Linked DNA regions of Mus musculus: region 2 is linked to region 1. A link is a contact called in public promoter capture Hi-C data. All regions are on one chromosome and are shown on one strand. The core of a region is the stretch at or near the end of the contact, and the rest is flanking DNA. Distances in the headings are between cores, read along the strand shown.

Region 1 (4,359 bases), core at 1,614-4,113:
GGGATTTGAACTCTGAACCTTCGGAAGAGCAGTCGGGTGCTCTTACCCACTGAGCCATCTCACCAGCCCCAACGCTAATGGATTTAACCAAGCTGGGCTTGCGTGGTAACAGCAAGATGGTGCACTCTCCACATAACTTCAATCCCAGTTTACTAAACTTCTCTGCATGCTGTGTCCTGGTGAGAAGGTGGGCAGTTGTGTGTAACACCTGTGAGGCCAAAAAAATTGGGTTTTAGCACTGGGAGAATTTTATTAACTGCTTCATACCACTTCTTGCCTGGCTTCCTGGAGAGGCATGAGCACACATCTGTTCACCTTGCACTGATGGCAAACTGAAGGAACCCACCCAAATCAGCCCTGTGAGCCCGTGAGCCTCCTGGGGTTGCTTAGAGGCTCTCTCGGCACTATGGATATACAACTCGCAGGCAGCTAGCTCCACTGAAATCTCCTTTCACACAGTAAAGTCTTGTGTAGTCCAGGCTGACTGAACAGACCCTTCTGGCTTCATCTGCCTAGTTCTGGATTTGTAGGTGGGACATCATGCCTGGCCCAACGTCTAGTTTTTTGTTTTGTTTTGTTTTTAAGATTTATTTATTTATTTATTACATGCAAGTACACTGTAGCTGTCTTCAGACGCCCCAGAAGAGGGAGTCACATCTCATTACGGATGATTGTGAGCCACCATGTGGTTGCTGGGATTTGAACTCGGGACCTTCGGAAGAGCAATGAGTGATCTTAACCACTGAGCCATCTATCCAGCCCCCAACGTCTAGTTTTTATTTATGTATTTATTTATTCATTCAATCATCCGTTCATTCATTTATTTATTTTACTGCTTTTATGACCTCCGGAAGGGCTTCCTGACACTTGAGGGAACCCCACCACCCAACCCCCACCGAGTTTTTTGAGCAGGTCTCCGTTTCCCCTCCCCTACGAATGCCCAATCTGGAGAAAATAACTGCAAACACTACTTTCGTTACATCTTGTCCAACTTTAGGAAAGTCAGAATCGCCAGTGTAGGGGAGTAGCTCTTGTGGAAGTGTCCTTTAGGAAAAAGCTGTGGCGTGAGCTGCTAGCCCGGCAGGGGGCAGGCTGGTCCGCCTCGAGGCCGCTTTCTGGGCACGTGATTACCATCCTGCTTCCTTGCTTTCCTGCGACTAGCCGTTGCCATAGGGACGGAGCTTGGTTGGCAACCGTCACTAGGGAGTATGGACAGGAGCCCCTGGAGGTCTCTTGGGATTTCCCGAGGCTGGACGACCCAAGGCTTTTGAGAAAAGAAGTGGGAGCGTCCCTGTAAGTGCGAAGTGGAGGGTGCGGCTCGGGTTGGGGTCCGGGCCAGGCAGCGGCAAGGGTGTGGGACCTGGGAGGTCCCCAGGAAAAGAAACTGGTGGCTCCTGGACCTCGTGGTAGGATAGACTTGCGCACCTGTGGCATTGCCCCCGCCTGGGTGTGGAAAATGTCAAAGTGGCATTTTTTTCAAACAAAAGAACTAAATTCTAGCTCTGTCGTAAGTCGTGCCTCCCAGGGCCACAAACTTTTTCATTTCCTTTTCCTTTTCCTTTTCCTTTTCCTTTTCCTTTTCCTTTTCCTTTTCCTTTTCCTTTTCCTTTTCCTTTTCCTTTTCCTTTTCCTTTCCTTCCTTCCTTCCTTCCTTCTTTCTTTCTTTCTTTTTTTAGAAAGATTGTGCTGGCCTAAGAACTCGAGTGATCCTCCTGTCTCTACCTCCTGAATCGCAGTATTACAGACATGGGCCTAGCCCCCTGCTCCCAAACTCTTGCTTCATGTAGGTGCAAAATGAGAGAATGTATCAGAGGAATTAAATTTTTTTAAAAAATGATTTTATGTGTGAGACTGTTTTGTCTGCATGTATGTATGTGTACCACCTATGAAGTTCCCGCAGAATACAGAAGAGGGTGTCAGATCCCCTGAAACTCAAGTTACTTATGGTTCTGAGCGATCGTGTCATGGCTGGGAGTCAAACCTGGGTCTTCTGAAAGGGCAGCCAGAGTGCTCTTAATCACTGAGCCATCTCTCCAGCCCAGAATTAACTTTCTTTCTTTCTTTCTTTCTTTCTTTCTTTCTTTCTTTCTTTCTTTCTTTCTTTCTTTCTTTCTTTCTTTCTTTCTTTGCACATACCATGTTGAATGTGTTGATTTGGGAGTTAGTTTTCTCTTCTGGCCATGTGTTTCCCAGAGGAGGGGGCTCTGTCTACCTTAGACTTAGGGTCTCACCTGCCCCAGAGGTCTTTAAAACTCTCAGGTTCTTTGCAGAAAACTATTGCTTTTATCCCCATAGTACCTGATATCCCCCACCCTGCTTTTTTTTTTTTTTTTTTTTTGGCAAACACTTTGGGTGAACCTGTGTTGAGCATTTGACATGTATTGCCCCAGTCTGCAAATCATGTGAGAATGTAGGATTATCATTTTTATTTTTTTGCCTGTGAGCAAATTTGAAGAAAGGGTAAAATGGCTTGCGTCTAGTCACAGAACGAGGCTAGCGGAAGTTGGAGAGGAGGGAACCTTTAGCTGGCAAGCTTACACTTCAGTCATCAGCCCATCTCCCTCTCTTCTTCCTCCCAGCAGGGTTTTGCAAATGCTTGCCTTATGCATTTTGTTGCCTGTGGGAATATGAATTATTTAAAGTGAGAAGACTCTAAGATCAGTCCTAGAAAGATGGGAGGCCCTGGAAGTCAATATTTTAAAGATTTCTGAGACTTGAGCTGGGCTTTCCCAAGAAGCTGCCATTCTTTTCTTCCCACAGGAAGGGACCAGAGCTGCTTCTGCCCATTTCGACGTGTTAGCACCTCAGGAAGCCGGCACAGGAAATAGAGGGACCTGCTGAATCTACGTTAAAATTTCTGTAGCGGAAACTACAGAAGAAATGTCAGATACAGAAGAAAACCCCCTAGAAGAATCAAGAGAAAGTGGAGAGATGGAGGAGGAGAAGGAGGAGAAGAAGGAGGAGGAAGAGGAGGAAGAGGAGGGGGAGAAGGAGAAGGAGGAGGAGGAAGAGGAGGAGAAGGGGAAGGAGGAGGAGAAGGAGGAGGAGAAGGAGGAGGGGAAGGAGGAGGAGAAGAAGGAGGAAGAGGAGGAGAAGGGGAAGAAGGAGGAAGAGGAGGAGGAGGAAGAGGAGGGGAAGGGGAAGGAGGAGGAGAAGGAGGAGGAGAAGGAGGAGGAGGAGAAGGAGGAGGAGAAGGAGAAGGAGGAGGAGGAGGAAGAGGAGGGGAAGGGGAAGGAGGAGGAGGAGGAGGGGAAGGAGGAGGAGGAGGAGGAGAAGGAGGAGGAGGAGAAGGAGGAGGAGAAGGAGGAGGAGGAGGAGGAGGAGGAGGAGAAGGAGGAATATAATCCAAGTTTTGAAGAAGATGCTCTGCAGCAGAGCCTAACTGAGGGCTCACTGTCATGGGAGGAGTCTCAGGAGGATGGAGAGGGGCTGGAGGAGTGGGTGGAGAAGGAGGAGCAGAGAGAGGGAGAGGAAGTGAGAGGGGAGGAAGAAAGTGAAGTGAGAGGAAGGGAAGAGGAAGAGGGATGGGAGGAAGAGAAGAGCGGTGAAGAGGAAAAAAGTGAGGAGAGCGAGAGAAGTAAGGAAAGGGGAGGTGAGGAAGAGGGCCAGGAGAAGGAAGAGGCGGAACATGAGGGGGAAAGGGAGGAGGGAAGAGAAGAGGAAGAGAAAGAGAAGAGTGTGGAGCGGGAGGAGGAGGAGGAGGAGGAAGATACTGAGACAACTGAGACAAAAGCTGGACGAGCCAAGGAGGAAAAGAAAGAGAAGCAAAACAAAACAGCCCTGGTGGACAATATTGTCATCAGCCATGAGCCACCCAGGTCAAGCTCCTCCCTGGTGAGTCCTCCCCAAGCTCATCCACCCACTTACTCAGAATCATCCTCCCTGGTGAGTCCTCCCCGAAGCTTGTCCACCCATTTACACTGAATTGTCTGTCGCTTGGTGCTTGGCATGTGCCAGGCTGTGGGAGTACAAAACCAAAGTGAGACAGTCCCGAGGTTGGAGAAACAGCCAGGCCATTAAGAGCCCTAGCTGTTCTTACTGAGGGCTGAATTTTGGGTTCCCAGCACCCATGATGAAATGCCTTATAACTTTAGATCCAGGGAATTAATTCAATGTCCTCTTCTGGACTCCTTGAGCACCTGCACAACACACACACACACCACATAAATACACACATTAAAGAGAAGAGAAAACCATATGCTAAGTTCAGTAATTTTGAGATGCCTAGGAGGGTGGTTTAATCCAGTTTGGAGGCAGGTCAGTCCAAGCTTCCATGAAGTGTGTACCTAACTTGTAAAGGGTCAGTAGGTCAGCTGAAGGTCTTGGGACTGAGTTCCTGTGATATAATAGTGTGAATTT
Region 2 (4,258 bases), core at 753-3,252, 470 kb after region 1:
TTCCAGGCTAGTTTGGGTTACAAGATGAGAAACACTGTCTCAGTAAACCCACCCTTGCCTGTCCAAAACAAAATCCCACCAACCAACCACCACCAATAATAACAACAGTAATAATAACAGCTGTAAAGAAATCATCGGCTAACATAACTGTAAACTTATTTTATCTTACCAGAAATGTGTTAAATATGAACAGCTGGGTCTAACTTGCTTCTCTGAATTGTCAAGCAAAAATTTCTGGATTGAGGAAAAAGACCCACTAAGTCTGTTTAGACATTTAACCCACTTACCAGAATTCCTTTATACCCCTAAGTCAACAATAAAGAACCGTTACTGAATTCTTCATTGGATTCTGAGTTGTGGATGATACAAAAATTCCTTTTTCTACAAGGATGCTGTGACTAGAGAAGGAGAGCCAAGAGGCAGCTCGTGTGTAATTTCAAGATGTCATACCTGGGTCTTGTCAGAATGTTCAACTTTCTTTTAAGTTCTTGATGTTATTACTGGTTAAGGAATATCAGTCCTCAGGACATAACAACCAACCACTAAAACTTTCACTTTTGTTATCCAAATGACATAAATGTAAAGGAAGGCCCCGTAATCAGTACTTTGAAGGAAAAACACTGGGTACATGTTTTGCCGAGGGCAGGACAACTGGACCTGAACATTAAATAAGGTCTTCATCTCTTTGAACATATATTCTAAGACATGGTCCTGGAGTTCAGAAACAGTCTAAGAGATGAACCAAAAATTTCAGTTAGACCGCGGTGTTCCCGGAACAAGTTGAAGCAATTAAGAAAAATTTCCACGTCAAAGCATAAAGATAAATGATAAAGTTAATATAGCAAAATGTTTGCAAGAATGTGAGAGAACCCCTACGGATATGAAATACACAATCCTTTCAACTCTCTAGTATTTTATAAATTTTCATAATAAAGTGTGTCACGGAAAATGGTTTCATGAAAAAAAAATCAGACTTGAACTTCAAAAGTTGACATAACAACCATGCTCAGGGTTCAGGCTAAGTTCCAAAAGGAAAGTTACCTGAACCAAAACTACCTAAGAACGGGAAATTAACATACTAGCAAACCCACAAACGTTATAATCACGTTAATAAAGTCAAAGGGAATTTTGGCGCGTTTTTCCCGGAGCACCGGGAGGCAAGTTAGCTCAAGAAATCAAAACGATCTGGACAATTTAGCAAGTCTCTTCGCATGCTAAATCTTTAAGGTCGTCCCCCCCGCGCCCCGATTCTCCATCACAGTGGGCACTCGTAGCTTTCGTCCCTCCACAAATCATCCCACTCCCCGGCTGCGACGCCCCGCACCTTCAAACGCACAACTACACTACGACTCGTCTCTTCTCGAGCTTGGCACGCAAAGTTAGAAAACACGGTGACCTCCAAGACCGGGAGAGAAGTGTCTCCAGTGTCACAACAGTTGAGAGCAGCTTTGAGTTGGGGGGCCAGGGTGGTGTGCACTGGAGGACGCTCGCGGGGAAGGGATCGCGCGCGGGCCGCGGATGCAGCTTCTGCAACCGGACCGAGACTCCCGCCCGCCCGCCAGGTCGCGGGAGGAAGGACTTCGAATGCTAATCTTCTTGGAAATTCCGCCGTGTCCCCCGCCCGCCGCCACCCAGACCCCGAGTGCCAAGTGACACCCGGCCCATCGCGCCGGAAGGATATTCTCGGCGCGGAGCTGCTCGATGGTGGCCTCGCAGCGCCGGAGCTGCTCCTGCAGCTCCGCATCGCCCACCCCGTTCTCGTCGTCGTCGTCGTCCTCTTCCTCCTCGTCGTCCTTGAACCGGGTGTGAACGGGCTTCGGCGTCGACTCCTCTGGTGGGTCAAACGCCTCGAAGAGCTCTAGGTCGCCAAAATCCACACCGGCCGCCATCTTGGGCTGTGGGAAAGCTTGGAGGGCAGGGGGCGAAGGTTGGAGGCCAGAGCCGCTCTCCCTGGAGGCTTTTCTCCACACACAGGCCTCCAAAGCCGTCTAGGGGCGGGTCCTGGACGGAGACTACAACTCCCAGAATGCCAAGGCCGCCCTCATGCCTCTTTCCGAATGGGCCACAGAGCGTGGCATTCTGGGATATGTAGTTTCTAAGCGACGGGACTCATTGTTTGCGTTGCACACTGGGATTGCTCTTTTTAAAAAAACGGTTCTGAATGAGTTAAAACAATATGGATTGTCCCCGTTAGGCGTTTAAAGCTGAAGGAATCAAAGCCGGATACATGGCTTTGACAAAATGTGGTGCGGTTCCCCAGCGTCGAAAAGAGAAGACAGGAACTCTACCTTTGCCGTAGATAAATGTGCTCTCAGACACAAGCCACTTTATTTTGCTTGTTTCATTTGTAAATGAATGAAAAATGAAGTTATTCCACTGCCTACTCTCATGAACTCCTATCAGGGACGAAACAAACAGAAAAACCAGAAAACCCTTTATTATGTTTCTACTTTCATATGCCGCTGGATTTGAATGGATATTTTCGTCATCACATGTTAAAATCACCGGAAATTATAACCTGTAACAAATAATGTCAGGTTAGTTATGGTCTCTGTTGGAGGCCAGCTCCTGTAGCGCGTTTAGTGATCCAAGGAGGGGTTGATGATATTAATGTAAATCAGACAGACAGACACAAACACACACACACACACACACACACACACACACACACACACACACACACGGTGAAGCAAGGCTTCAACAAGCGTCAACAACTTTATTACTTCTCCCATAACTTATATCTTCCAGCAAAATCTCCCAAGTAGTACAAAGATTACAATGTGGCTACATTTTGTAAGTGAATGATTATAATAAATACACAAGCAAAAAAAAAACCCCAAAAACAAAACAAACAACCCCCCCCCCCAAACCCAGCATGTTACACCATACCTTTTACAAGATTGAAAGTCTTAGGTATTATAAGTGAAAAAAAAAATTAAATAAATTATAATAGATTAAGTGTAAGCAAGCAAGCTACTTTTTCTCAGCCAGTTCTTGTACTACCAGGCTACAATTTGCAGTTATAATGAAAAGATCAATTATTTATCTTTTAAAATAATCTTATAAAAGAGTATTTAGAATCAGAAATCTAAGCTTGTGTGTGTGTATGGTGTCTGTGTGTGTGTGCACGCATGCACACAGAGGCAAGGTTTTTCTGTGTACCCGTGGTTGACCTGGAACTTCTGTGTACCCATGGTTGTCCTGGAACTAGCTCTGTAGACCAGGCTGTCCTCAAACTCACCAGCCTCTGCCTCCCAGGTCCTGGGTTTAAAGACTTAAGCTACCACCACCTTCCTACTTTAAATCCTCAGTTGTACACCCACTCACTGATTTTTTTTTATCAAATTATATCAGGAAGATAAAGGTAAAAATAGATACAAGTAATTATCACTTGATGACCCATCCAGCCTTAGCAAGAAAGCCACATAAGCTAAGAACTAGCTCAGCTACCATTGTTCTTGTTCCCTGACCTCAAAAAAATTCCTGGTTCAACTTTCAAAAGTATACCAGTCTGGATATTAAATTGTTCCCCAAAGTCCTATATATCAAAGCAAAAACTTTTTTTTTTTTTTTAGTATTTTATTTTTATTTTATACGCATTGGTGTTTCACTTCATGTATGGCTGGATGAGGGTGTCAGGTCCCATAGAACTGGAGTTACAGATAGTTGTGAGCTGCCATGTGGGTGGCATGAATTGAACTCAGGTCTACTGGAAGAGCAGCCAGTGCTCTTAACTTCTGAGTCATCTCTCCAGTCCCTAGCAAAAACATCTTAACCTAACTTATACTAACAATTTACATCTCCGAGTTCTTTCTGAGGGTGGGGGTTGAATCATGAACCTGTTTCAGCAGCATTGCTTGAAAAACATCACTCATCAACAGTGCCAATGACACTGCCCAATGAGTGGTTGGAAGCCCCTCAGAGTTTTCCTACAGTTCTTAGATTATGAGGGATGAGATGACTGTGAGGGGAACAAGCAGAGTGAAACCTCCACACCACCACGGAGTCCTCAAAACATGTAGTTCTCAGCACACCTATCGTGGTGTGCTAACCGGTGGGCCAAGTTCCATGGGTTAGCTCTTTTTTCTTTCTTTCTTTTTTTTTTTTTTAAGATTTATTATTATATGTAAGCGCACTGTAGCTGTCTTCAGACACACCAGAAGAGGGCGTCAGATCCCATTATGGATGGTTGTGAGCCACCATGTGGTTGCTGGGATTTGAGCTCAGGACCTTTGGAAGAACAGTCAGTGTGCTTAAC

What was found. Promoter capture Hi-C pulls out the DNA fragments that hold promoters and counts their contacts.
Region 2: a promoter capture Hi-C map of liver shows a contact between it and region 1, with 3 times the contacts expected there. The contact joins the promoter of Zcchc8 here to the promoter of Wdr66 in region 1. A contact is called at or near these places in 6 of 39 promoter capture datasets (the 3T3-L1 cell line, embryonic stem cells, frontonasal cranial neural crest and 2 more), 1 of 484 Hi-C or Micro-C datasets (pre-B cells) and 1 of 9 other capture datasets (liver).

What each region holds. Positions count from the first base shown.
Region 1 is chr5:123,250,925-123,255,283 of GRCm38.p6, forward strand. Wdr66 (WD repeat domain 66) reads left to right here and starts at 2,864. Exons shown (of 21, transcript NM_001370840.1): 1 at 2,864-3,834. The coding sequence starts at 2,881.
Region 2 is chr5:123,719,042-123,723,299 of GRCm38.p6, forward strand. Zcchc8 (zinc finger, CCHC domain containing 8) reads right to left here and starts at 2,003. Exons shown (of 14, transcript NM_027494.3): 1 at 1,682-2,003; 2 at 451-493. The coding sequence starts at 1,889.